Regions from separate parts of the Macaca mulatta genome. Here region 1 is linked to region 2. A link is a contact called in public Hi-C data. All regions are on one chromosome and are shown on one strand. Each heading gives the region's core, a stretch centred on a gene start, on an enhancer-like site or on the middle of the called end of the contact. The rest is flanking DNA. Distances are from core to core; before and after follow the strand shown.

Region 1 (6,650 bases), core at 122-2,621, 110 kb after region 2:
AAGTATATAGGACATAAAATGATTTGGCAGCCCTAGAATTCCCAATATGAGTCTTTTTCATCAGGAAAATCACAATCTGGCTCAGTCCAGGGTAACACTGGAGGCAATGACACTGATGGCTTGTTATAAGCAGGAGGCAACAGTGAAAGTATTGAATCCTGGCTATCTTCTTTCATCTGTTTGAAGAAAACATGGGACTATAAACTGCTTGCTGATGGCCTTTTCTCCAGATCTTGTTGCAAACACAGTGGTAAAAAGCTAAATAAGGCAGGAGAGACGGTTTTTGAGGATGGTGTGTGTAATCGGTCACTATTTACTGTGTGAGTTCCACTGGAGATAAGCACACTTGCTCCAATCCCAGAGTCTACACCTGACCGGGAATCTTTCATTTTGGATTCTGATTGTGGGAAAATACTGATATCCAATGGGCTATAAGGGGGAACTTTCAGTTTCTGTAACAGCATCTGAGTTCTCTTCATATCCTGGAAAGGCACCTGCGTACTGGCTAATTCACATGTTGTAATCCCAACACTGTAAATATCTGACTTCACATTATACCCATGTAAATCCTGTCTCAGTAGTTCTGGACTCAGCCATGGTTGCACTGATGTGCTGAACTGTGGGAAATCATACACAGCCCTATGGCTCTGTCCATGCTTAACCAAACTATGCAGATGAGACAGGCCAGAGAGGGTCACGAGGCCATCATCAGAAATGAGGATATGGCTGGCTTTACTACTCCTATGAATACAGCCATATTGGTGCAGATAGTTCAGTCCTCTCACTGCTCCAAAGAGAATGTTTCTTATTAAAGTTTTACCCATTCCTTCAGGAAAATAGGCCCTCAAGAGTTGACTTGCTGAACCATAGGCCATAAATGGAGAAATAACTCAAAGCCAGCTGTCAACACTGAAAACTGTCCAATAAGTTGTAATATTGGGATGCCAGAAAAAGTGGGATAGAATCATGGCTTTCTGTAAAACTTTCGACATTCTTCATTGCAGTTTTCCAGATTTGTAACTTTTATAGTTACCAGTGTTCCTGTAGGAGTATGCCGTGCAAGATGGACAGAAGTCAAGTTGTCAAATCCTCTTCCTATTTCTACTTGGAGCTCATAGTGAGAAATGTTGATGGAACATACTACTTCACTGGCTCTAGTGGATGGACCCGACCAGGAAAGGGTTGGCTCATCGACCAAGTATTGATGGATGCTGGTTTCAGGTTTGTGTTTTGGGTTTGAGTGATCCAACTTGTGTTCTTGAAGTGCAGAAACAATCCAAAGGAGACACCAAATCGCTTTAGTTCACAGAAAGTGACAAAAATCCAAATATTCAAAAGAAGGCTTTTGTTTCATCTTCCTTTCAAGATGCAGATACATCATACCTAGCGGCGACCACGGCCAGCGACTCCCTTCAGGCTGCCAGTGGTGCGGACCTGGGCAGGTGCCGGAGCCCGGATCATGGAGGGGCAAGGCGAGTGCTCTAGGCCCGCTCCTGGCATGGGGTGCTGGAGGGTGGCAAGGCCGCGACAGGGGCTATGGGCTTGGAACTCTAAACATAGTATTCTTATGGAGCCAACCGGAATATCTGGTCAACTGCGAGAGCTTTGGGAGCATGCCTCTCACCTCAAGAAACCTCCAGAGCAGATTGGAACCATCCACTGGGTAAATTTGGGAAAATCTATCTCTGCCTGAGACTGGAGTAGGAAGATGTGGGGTAGAGAGGAAGGTGGGGAAGGGATGTAGGATCTATTCCATGGGTGCATCTTTACTTGTTAGGTCATGCGTATTTTCAAACTTGGAAGAATTATATGAAAAGCAACTAGAGAAACTATGTGGTCAAGGGCAGATTATTTTTCCAGGCCTCACCTTCCTTTTTTTCCATGGTTCCTAATGATTTAGACTCTGCCTTTGAGCCTCAGTGCTGTTAACTTTTGAATGAGTAACTTGAGGCCTTCCTGAAAGACTACAATTAAAAACCCATATTACACAATCAGTAAGAACCCCCAGCTCTACGCTTGGAAACAGCAAGGTATATGCCTGTCTCCCTTCTTCCCCAAATCACCCCTCAGCCTCCCACTCCACCCAGGGAAGAGAATCAGATCCTGTGCCTTGTTTTCTAGGCAATATTTGGGTCGTTTAATAAGGCTTTTTTGCACCCATCACTATAACCTGAAGCAAAAATTGTAGCTTTGGAAATGGTGTTTACAGCAGGCCCATGGGCAAAAGGTTTCAACCAGCAAAATTGAAGCAATCACCAGATTATGGATCAGTATTTCTGTTTCTTTAAAGACAAACTTTTTTTTTTTTGTGGCTCCACCCAGTCTGAGCTTCCTGACTTAGAGGCTTTGGTGGGGGTGCAGGCACTTCTGCCTCATAGTCAAAGCAAAAGCAACAGCTCAAGCAGCCTCCTTGGAGAAAATCTGAAAATTCAACTTGTTCAAGAGAAGGTGAGCCTGGCTGAGAAGAGGGCCGGGGGTATCAGGCTGTGAAGGGCAGTGAGGACAGGATGTGTGGGTGGAGTGGACTCTGCCCTTAGGAGGGACAAGGCACTGTGCCAGCAGCACTGCAGAGAAGGGACTGTGGGAGGGGTGAGTAGGAAGGGGAGTGAGGAGATTTATTTGCACTTGAAAACTCAACTTGTTCAAGAGAAGATGAGCCTGGCTGAGAAGAGGGCTTGGTGCTATTGGGCTGTGAAGGGCAGTGAAGACAGGGTGTGTGGGTGGAGTGGACTCTGCCCTGAGGAGGGACAGGGCACTGTGCTAGCAGCACTGCATAGAAGGTGTTGTGGGAGGGGTGAGAAGGAAGGGCAGTGAGGAGATGTGTTTGCTGAGTCTATGCATCTCATATGTAACAGAACATGCGTGGCTGCATAGTGCACCCTCCACTCACTGGCTGTTGTGATAGACACAGAGTATTGCCTGATAACCTGCATAAGAAATTAAGGGCTCCTAAGGCAGATTCGTAGAGGTGACAGGCAATTTAGGGTCCACCTGTCTAAGTCCCTCTTCTTACTGAAAAAGAATCAGAATCCCAATTCAAGGGGTACCCAGAATCCTAACCCAGAATCCCAAATCCAAGGGGTACCCAGATCACTCATGGCAGAGGAACACTAGAATTCAGCCTGCTGAGTTTTTCCAGCATTAAGCAGAGACAAGCTGTGTCCCTAACAGTATAACTTGTGGGGCTGCTCCGCCATTCAATACAAAAAGAGTTGCTATAAAAGACCTTTATAGAAATCACTCTATGAAAGCCTAAGGACAACCCTGCAAGATTGGTTTTATTTTCCCTTTTTATAGCGGAGGGAACTAAATCTCAAGGAGCTTATGAAATTTTCTAGAACTGTTGGGTCTGGCCACAGTTTAGAACTGTCCACCTCTGTTGTAAATGCTTTTGTCACTTCTCAGCCTGTCTCTTAGCTGGAGGTCCTCTGGATCTCCAAGAACCACTTGAGAAAGTTTTAAAGTGATTTTTCTGACTGTCTCTCTCACGTTTGGCTTCTCAATATGGGAGAGATGGAAAAGTCCATGAGAAATGCAGAGCCCTCCTCACGGTTCCCTTATCACAGGCTGGCTCCCAGCTCACTTTTTTGCAGAAAGTGTGGATCATCTCCTTTGCCCTCCACTGATCTATCTCTGATGCCATGTCAATGAAAATTTAGAATCATGGCCTGAGAGTAACCAAGAACAGGCGGTAGAGTGCAAGGTTAAGAGTGAGCATGGTAGAGTCAGACAGACTTTGAATCGAATGTCTTCTCTGCTCAATACCTATTAGCACAGTGACCAGAGGCATGTTTCCCAGAATTTTTGAGCCACACCAGCTTCCTCATTTAAAAAATTAGAATAATAAAATTAGTTTCACTGTAGAGTATTTTTGAAGAGTAAACGAAATATACAAAACATGTTTTATCAGGGTGTTCTGATATGCATTATATACTCGATAGTGGTTACACTATACATGGGTTCATTTTTTTATTTGAGGAAAATTTATACTTATTCAAAGGTAAAAATAATATAAGGAACTTCCTTGTACCTATACTACAATCTAACAGTTGTCAATTTATGCCAGTCTTGTTCAACTATCTGCTCCTATTCTCAACTCTATCACAGATTATTTTGAAGCAAATGTCAGACATTACATCATTTTATCAGTAAATATTTGCATATGTGTCTCTGAAAGATAAAGAGCATTTAAAAGCATTTCCACAATTTCATAAACAGGCTTCAAAAGACAATTATAAATTTTAATACTACCAGTTGTATTCAGATTTCCCTGAAGATCTCATAATTTTTAAAATCATTTGAGGTAGGATCTAAGTAAAATTCATACATTACAATTGTTTGACATCTCTTAAGTTTCACTTAATGTTGTGTTAAATTTCTTTGTTTAAGGAAGGGAAGGTCTTTTGTCCAACAGAACTGGACAGTATTCATACTGCTGAATGCATCCTAACAATGTCATTTAACATTCACTTCTAGCTCTAGTGTTTTCTGTGAATTTATATTAATGGGGAGGTTGGATCAGATTAAAGTTTGACTTTGTTTTTTTAGTGGGAATACTTCATAGATGCTATCCTAAACTTCCATTAGAAGGCACATAATATTTGAGTGTCTCTCTTTTTGTGATGTTAGCAGATGTTAATGATTGTCTAGAATGAATTTGTTTCATTAAAAGTTACCAAAAGATGATATTCTATCATTCTTTATTCATTTATTAGATGGAATAGTCCTATGCAAAGGAACTTTCATTCAGCGATTCTTTCACTTTTGTGAGATATAGTTAAAAGATGAGATGTATGAAAGACAAAATAAATGCTTCTTTCCCTTTAGTTGTCATTGTTCAGCATGATGAGTCACTTTCCTAGCATACTTCCAAGGGAGCAATTAGCTTCTTTCAGGAACATGGTGTTGTTATAAACTACTGGATTTCAATATATTTGGTATATTTTAATCCATTGGAACAATCTTTATTAGTGATGCTCAAATTGTTCCATCTTTGTCCAGTTGGAACCTCTTTAAGATAGCTTCCAAGTTCTTCTGATAAAACTAAGTAATTTTTGATAACATCCCTGCTTTCTAGTATGAAAGATGTTATAGGCTAAACTTGTATGTTTACTGGCCCAGACCTGCAATCAGTACTTTTTCCTAGTAGTCCTAATTTATTTTGTGGGAAATGCCATTTGAAGATCACAATCTGGGTGTTAAGTGCACTCATTGCTACTTGGCTGACCATGGTTTATGCCTTTTAGATGGACTTCAAAACAGTACACACACATACACACACACACACACACACACAGTGAAATTATTAATACTATATTTTCAAGCCTCTCAGGACAAATCTTTGTGTGGTTCATCCTTGACACAAAATGCAATTAGGTTTATTTGTTCCATTTCTTTTAACTTTTACTGGTGTTTTAAAATATAATTGTTATTGTACAATTATGTAAACCATTGAAATGGTCTCAAGATCAAATTTGCAAAAACAAAGGATATTCAAAGAAGTCTAATGACCATTTTCTGTTCCTGTCCCTTGTACCTTGTTCCTCCCATCTTCATATAAATAATTCTTTCATTTGTTTAGTTTTCAAATGGTTCTGCCATTGCTTTTTCACATGCACATAAAAATTATTTATACATAAAACTAATATTCCTTCTTACTATATAAATGGTAGTAAAAGATACGTTATTTTCTTCACTTGGCTTTTTTCACTTAACAGTATATCCCAGAGATCTCTTCATACTGGTATATCGATCTATTTCTCATTCCTTTTTGCAGTTGGATAGTACTTTTCTGTATGAGTATACCTTAGTTTATTCAACTGGTCCCCACTGATGGCCATCTGATAGGGTTTTGATCTTCTGCTATTACTAATAGTACTGCATGAATAACCACATGCATATATCTTTCTGTATTTTTGTCAGTGCAGCGCTGGGATAAATCCTAAAATTGGGATTGATAATCAAAGAGTAAATGCATGTGTAATTTTCCAAGGTATTGCTACTTTCTCCTCTATAGGTGTTAGGTTGTTTTCTCCTTCACATTAGTCATGCAGGACATTACCTGTTTTCCCCATACCTTTACCACCAGATTACGCTGGGAAATGTGTGGATTTTTGCCATACCTATAGTTGAGAAAGAGTTATCTCTGAGAATTTTTTATTTTTTCTATGTTTTTAATTTATTCTTCTCTATTGTGAATGAACTTGGATATCTTTTTATGTATTCAAGGATAATTTGCATTTTTTCCTTGGCTGCATATTTATATTTTGCCCAATTTTCTATCAAGTCATTGGTCTTTTGTTTCTTTACTTTTAGATATTCTTTGTACAATAGGAAAAGTAGCCGTCTTTGAGATAAATTGGAAAAAATGTTTTCCTAGTTTGATATTTGTGTTTTGTCTATAGTGTTGTATGGCTTACATAATTTTTAGATTTTTGTGTAATCAAACTTACCAGTCTTTTCCTTATACTATTTTAAATCTTAGTTATTAACATCCTCTCCACTCCCAGGTTACAAGGAATTTACCTGTGTTTCTCTTATTATTTATATGGATAGTTTTTTACATTTAAATTTCTGATCTATCTGGAATTTGTATGACATTTTAAGGATAAAATTGCATTAAATTATATGGTGGTATAGTTATTTCAGTG
Region 2 (6,251 bases), core at 1,921-4,420:
CTAATTTTTGTATTTTATTAGAGACGGAGTTTCACTATGTTGGCCATGCTGGTCTCAAACTCCTGATCTCAAGTGATCCACCTGATTCGACCTCCCAAAGTGCTGGGATTACAGGAGAAGTTAAAAGTTTTAAAATAAGTATAATATTTCTTAATTACTATAACAGACATGGACTCCATTTGAACAAGATACTTAATTCCATCAAAACATTGTCAAAACATACAAATTTAGTCACAAGACACTTTACTACCATCTGCCAAAGCTGTAGGAAACACACACATTTTCCATCTTTGAAATGAAACAGCGTATAATCATGTTTTCCAAAATAACAAAGATGCGTCTGCAGTGAATAGCACTCCCTTTGATGTGGCAACTGCTCCAATCGTGTTAACAACTGTGAATTCATCTTTTTAAAAAATTCTTTTACTGTTTCTCTTCTTTTCTCTCCTCTTTTCTTTTCTTTTTTCTTGTTCCGAGACAGTCTCACTCGTGTCGCCCGGGCTGGAGTGCAGTGTCGGGATCTTGGCTCACTGCAGCCTCCCAGGTTCAAGCAATTCTCATGCCTTAGCCTCCTGAGTAGCTGGGATTACAGGCACGGGCCACCACACCCAGCTAATTTTTTGTATTTTTAGTTTAACCAGGTTGGTCAGGGTGGTCTCGAATTCCTGACCTCAGTCGATCCGCCGACCTTGGCCTCCCAACGTGCTGGGATTACAGGCATGAGCCACCAGGCCCGGCCTTATTGTTTCTATTTTCTAAATTTGTAATAAATCTGTTCCGCTTGCTGCTGTCTCTGTGTTAGTTCTCATTTCCAGCTTTGGCGCTGCAGCAGCCTCCGACTGGTCCTTCCGGGTCCTTCCCTCTCCAGCCTGACTGCTTTTTCCCCGCACCTGCCGGGCTGTCTTAGGGCCCCGATGGCGGTGGCGTTTGCCATTCTCCTTCTGCCTCAGGCGTCCTCTCCGTCATCTGACAGGCAAATGTTTACAGCTCTTCAAGACTTAGGCATTACCTTTCCCGCGCGGCCTTCGCTCCACTGTGCCTTGCAGTCTTCTCCATGGCAGTACCTGCCACAGGAAATGTCGGGTTTACTGATTTGTTTATAAGTTTATTTCCTCAGTTGGTTGTTTTTCCGTTTTGTGGGGTTTACATCGTCTCCTCTTCACTTGCATGGCAGCCTGGACGCATCTCTGTCACAGCATATTACCTCGTTTCGTGACCACAGCGTAGTCTTTTTCCCCATTCTCAGACTGAGTTAGGGCCCCTTGAGTCAGGAATTTGCCTTGCTAATCTTTGTGCCCTCTGTGTCTAATACGGTGCTTGGTCCTGGTGGATTTCTCCTTGCTTGCGTAACATGTGTCTTCCTGGCTTATTCGATTTCCGGAAGTCCAGTCCTTCTCCGCACTGTTTCACCTGCCTGCTGAGTCAGGGCTCTCAGCCCGCTGCGGAGCATTTTGCTGCACTTGTCATTAACCACAAAGCCACTAGAGGGCAGGGAGCCCCCATCCTTCCTCAGATCGGTGCCAAACCAGAACCCGGCAACCTTCCTTCTGCACGGAAATCAATTAAGCTGATTTGTTGAAAGATCATTTTGCAAAATGGTCAACTCAGCAAATAATCGACTTCCTGAATCTTTGAGGAGTTATTTGCAGCTTCAGTTTTACTCAGAGCAATCCCTGGATGCTTAATATTTCATTTAAGAATGAGTGAGCCTTTTCTTCTCTATTTTAGGGAAACAGTTTCTTGCTGAGCCTCTGTTAGTACTGCAGCGGGCATGAACTGCAGTACCTGGCTTAGGGTTTTTGTCTTATCATTTTAATGAGTTGATTTTATGTGCATTGACCTACTGCAAAGGAAGGGTGGGGGTTCTTCCAAAATAGATCCTCTTTTAATGAGGAGGCAGGTGGAGTGGGACATGGGAGGAGGGGCTTTGTCAGTTTTCCCCATCAAGATGTGTCCTGTGTGTCCCCAAACCTCTTCTTGGGCCATCCCAGCATAACCAGGGTTTCCTTCAGGTTCATAACAAGGTAGAGCAGCCCTCAAGGCTGGCGCATGAAGACCAGTCCACGGAGAGGGTGGATCCCTTGGGATGTGATAGGCTGACAGCAGCACCCCAAAGCCTGTGGTTTTGACTACTATAGAGACTTCATATCTGAAGCATGCCCCTCTACTTCAGCTACCCCCACTGCTCCTCCTTCTGTGGGGTCCCTTTGGAAAGCTCAGCACCACCTCAGACATTTGGAAAACTGCAGTGAGCTCCAGTCCCTCGAGGCCCCAGCCTCTGCATTCCGTGAAGACAGCCCGGCGTGCAGAGTGCAGACGGTTCCGCACTCACTTGGACGAACCTCGAGGGCATTCTGCTCAGTCTCAGAAGGGCAGACATTGTGGGACTCCACTCACATGAGTATCTGACGTTGCCAAAAATCATAGAAACAGGCCAGGCGTGGTGGCTCACACCTGTAATCCCAGCACTTTGGAAGGCCGAGGCAGGTGGATCACTTGAGGTTAGGAGTTCAAGACCAGCCTGGCCAACATGGCAAACCCCATTTCTACTAAAAATACAAATATTAGCCATGTGTGGTGGCGGATGCCTAATCCCAGCTACTCGGGAGGCTGAGGCAGGAGAATAGCTTGAACTTGGGAGGTGGAGGTTGTAGTGAGCCGAGATCTCACCATTGCACTCCAGCCTGGGGAACAGAGCAAGACTCTGTCTCAAAAAAAAAAAAAAAAAAAAAAAAAATCATAGAAATGGAAAGTAGAACGGTGGTTACCCGGGCTGGGGTTTGGGGAGGGGAGTTGGGGTGTAATGGGGAGAATCTGGGTGCTGCAGGATGAAAAGTCCTGCAGACCTGGCACACAACAATGTGAATGTACTTTCTACCGTGGTTAAGATGGTACATTTAATGTTACATCATTTTTACCCCAGTAAAGGTTTTTAAAGAAGTCTTCCTCCGTGTTTGACTTCCTTATGAAGTAGAGACCAGGGATTTGGGACACTATGTTCTTTCACAAAAGGGGTTTCATTTTGTGAAATATTTGAAAGCATCGAAGCATGGCATTTCACATGTTTTGCAAGCTGGGGAAAAGCATTCATTCCCTGAGAAGCAGCGCTGGTCTGTCAGGCTCGGAGTTCCCTGGGTTGTGGGTTTTAGGGAAGGCAAGGGAAGCGAGGAAGGACTTGTTAGAGGAAGTCCTAAAGGCCACTTCAGAGCACACAGAGGCCAGGAGCTGGCTTTGCTCGGAGCCTGTAGCGGAGCCCCAATCTCTGTCCTCTCAGGAACAGGAACCGGCTTGACGTCCTTCTCCTGCCCTATCCAAGCCCCTGTTCTTGCAGCCCTTCTGAAGCTCAGCCTGGCACCCGCCCCGGTGCCCCAGCCCCTGGCCAAGTCTCTGCTGTCATTTCTCCTCCCTCCTCTCAGTCTACAGCTGCGGGAGAGGCCAGGCTCCTCAGTTTCTGCTGTGTTGTGACTCCACAAGGCACTCAGCACCCAGGGAAGGCACGTGTGTCCCCAATGCTGGCTCCTCCCTGAGCCCTGATGGCTCTTGACGTGCTGAGCCTGTGGCCTGCACACGGAACTTCCTCTCCAACTGCATGCCTCTGTGATTGTGAAGGCTGTTTCTAGAAATCTCTTCCTTTGCAGAAACACCCGAAACCCTCCTGCCAGGAGGACCAGGCCTGGGAAGAGGGTTGCTCTCCGGTGTTCTCCCCTCACCCTCCTCGCCCTCCTCACATCCTGTGCCCTGGGGGACCAGCAGCTGCTTCCACCCAGGTGAGAGATGGAGGGATGGAGCCAGGTGGATTGCAGAGCCTGGAGACTGGGACGCCATGGGACAGGACTGCAGTGCATGTGTGACGTGTGCACACGTGTGTAGATGTGTGTGCTGGTGCATAGCTGTGGGGGAGGATGGGCTTGGCACCGGGAAGGTCGCCTGTTCAGCCATGGGAGAAGAGGCTGCTTGTGGGGTTGGATCGCAGGGACCCTGGAAAGCTTTCCTCCTGGTCCAAAGCGTGTCTCCCCAGCCTGGTGGGGAGCAGATTCCGCAGGATGGGGACAGAGGCACATTCCCAGACATCGGTGAGAGTGGCTGTCCTGACAGAAGTTGCGTGGGGGAGTGGGCGTGAGCCCTGAAGAGGAGGAGGGCTGAGGCTGGCAGAAGGGAGGAAGAAGCAGGCGGAAGGAGCCTGTCAGAAGTCCCATGAAGCTAGATGGTGCCGCAGAGCAGCCCCCAGGAGGAAGCCAGCGGCGCTCCTAAAGCAGGGGGTGGGGGGATGCTGATTTTTCCATGTCTGCTTTTCTGGTATTTCCTGCCCCTTGCACAGTTAGGATTCTGTGAACTGGGCATTGGAGGGGTCAATACCTTACCAAAAACAGTATTTCTCATTTCATCTACATTTCAGCCAACCTGGCCCTCAGCAGTTAACCCCTTCCCTTCCTCTTGATGGTTGCCCTGCTGGGCTGGGCCTAAGGTCTCCCCCACGCTGGGCTCTGGAGCCATCTCTGACCACCCTGCTCTATAAGTGGGAACTGTGACTAGATGTGGGATGAATCCTCGCATGGCTGGACGCTGTGCTCAGATGCCTGAGTCCACATTTGCCTTGGGCTGTTTCCTGAGAAGGAGGCGGAGGCTGCCTTTACAGTCTTCAGTGAATTACAGGAAGAACGCTCTCTTTTTCTCTCAGTTGCTCTGCTGGGGCCTCCAGAGTGGCCTGGGAGATTGAGCAGAGGGAAACGTGGGCTGGCAGAGCGTGAGGGAGGGTGAGTTTGGGTTCCTTTTTGTCCTTAAGTGCACTTTCTACATGCTGGGCTGAAGGGCTACCAGCTGGGAAGCTGTATGTGTGGTAGGAGTGTGCATGTGTGCGTGCATGTGTGTGTGCGTGTGTGTGCAGGTCTTGACATCATGTGGAGCTGCAGGCAGGAGTCCAGCAAAGATTCATCGGTTTGGTCATACTCTGCTGGGGAACCATGCAAGGCTGTGCCGCCTAATTGGGAAAGAAATTTCTTTCTTCTTCAGGCCTGTGGGAGGCCTCTGCTTCCTTCAGCTTGCTGTTTACTCACTAGTGTCTTTTTTTCTTACATTAATTTGCAGAGACATCTCACTTCACTTGCATATATATATATATACACACACACACAATTTAAGTCACTTCCCTTTTACTATTCAAAGTGACATCTCTTTTGTCTGCTTCTCAGTTCTTTTTTTTTTTTTTTGCTTTGAGACGGAGTCTCGCTCTGTCGCCCAGGGTGGAGTGCAGTGGTGTGATCTCAGCTCACTGCAACCTCTGCCTTCCAGATTTCAAGCAATTCTCCTGCTTCAGCCTCCCAAGTAGCTGGAACTACAGGCACCCACCACCATGCCCGGCTAATTTTTGTACTTTTAATAAATATGGGGTTTCATCATGTTGACTAGGCTGGTCTCAAATTCCTGATCTCAAGGGATCTGCCCGCCTTGGCCTCCGAAAGTGTTGGGATTACAGGAGTGAGCCACTGTGCTCGGCCTTCCTCTCAGTTCTAAAAACCGTTTTTCTTCTTTTCTTCATATTTCTGTCTCTCCTGTGATCGACCATTCATTTAACACCACGTATTGAGCATATACTACATGCCAGGCACAATGTTAGGGCCTGGGGACACAGAACAAAACAGGCATGTTTGGAGTTTTGGCATATGCCATTATGGAGCTTTGTACCAGGGGTAGTACAGAGAAAATTTAGAAATTTAAAAATAAAATTAATAAATAATTATAAAATAATAAATAATATCAGATAGAATCAATGTTATTTAGAAAATTGAGGACAGACAGGAGATAGAGATAGGGCATTAGCGTGAAAGCTTCTCTCCATAGGGTGTATCTGGGTGAAAGATGATCTTAGAAGACCCTGGTGCTGATTAGGTTTGAACCCACCAGAAGTATTTTTCCCCTGGTGGATGGTTCTGCGGTTCTGAGGTGTTTGAGGCTGTGGTGGGCTCTGCCTTGTGCCGTGCAGCCATCCAGATGATTCCAGAGAGAGGCCTCTGTCAAGGCCCTCATGGGCTTCGCCTCGCCCTTTTTGAAAGTGAGCTGTGCCACTGCCTTTACTACCTCCCTGGGTCATTCCCTGCAGTGCGGCCTCTTCCCTGAGTGCCACAGACCCCATTTTTTGAAAAGGTATGAACCACCAAATCACTGCACAGAAAAAGGGCTAAAGGACTTTCCCACTCTTCACTGTCTTTGGCGTATCTGCTGCATTTTGCTTGTTTTTCAAGTCAATAACCATC

The links. A called contact is a pair of places that touch in the nucleus more often than the background predicts.
Region 1: a Hi-C map of CD4 T cells shows a contact between it and region 2, with 9 times the contacts expected there. The contact joins the promoter of GIMAP7 here to the promoter of GIMAP8 in region 2. A contact is called at or near these places in 3 of 14 Hi-C or Micro-C datasets (CD4 T cells, blood and liver).

Annotation. Positions count from the first base shown.
Region 1 is chr3:189,942,859-189,949,508 of T2T-MMU8v2.0, forward strand. It overlaps GIMAP7 (GTPase, IMAP family member 7), which reads left to right and starts at 1,372. Exons shown (of 3, transcript XM_015135272.3): 1 at 1,372-1,663; 2 at 2,323-2,448. It also overlaps the pseudogene LOC713371.
Region 2 is chr3:189,835,945-189,842,195 of T2T-MMU8v2.0, forward strand. GIMAP8 (GTPase, IMAP family member 8) reads left to right here and starts at 3,171. Exons shown (of 5, transcript XM_001098321.5): 1 at 3,171-3,767.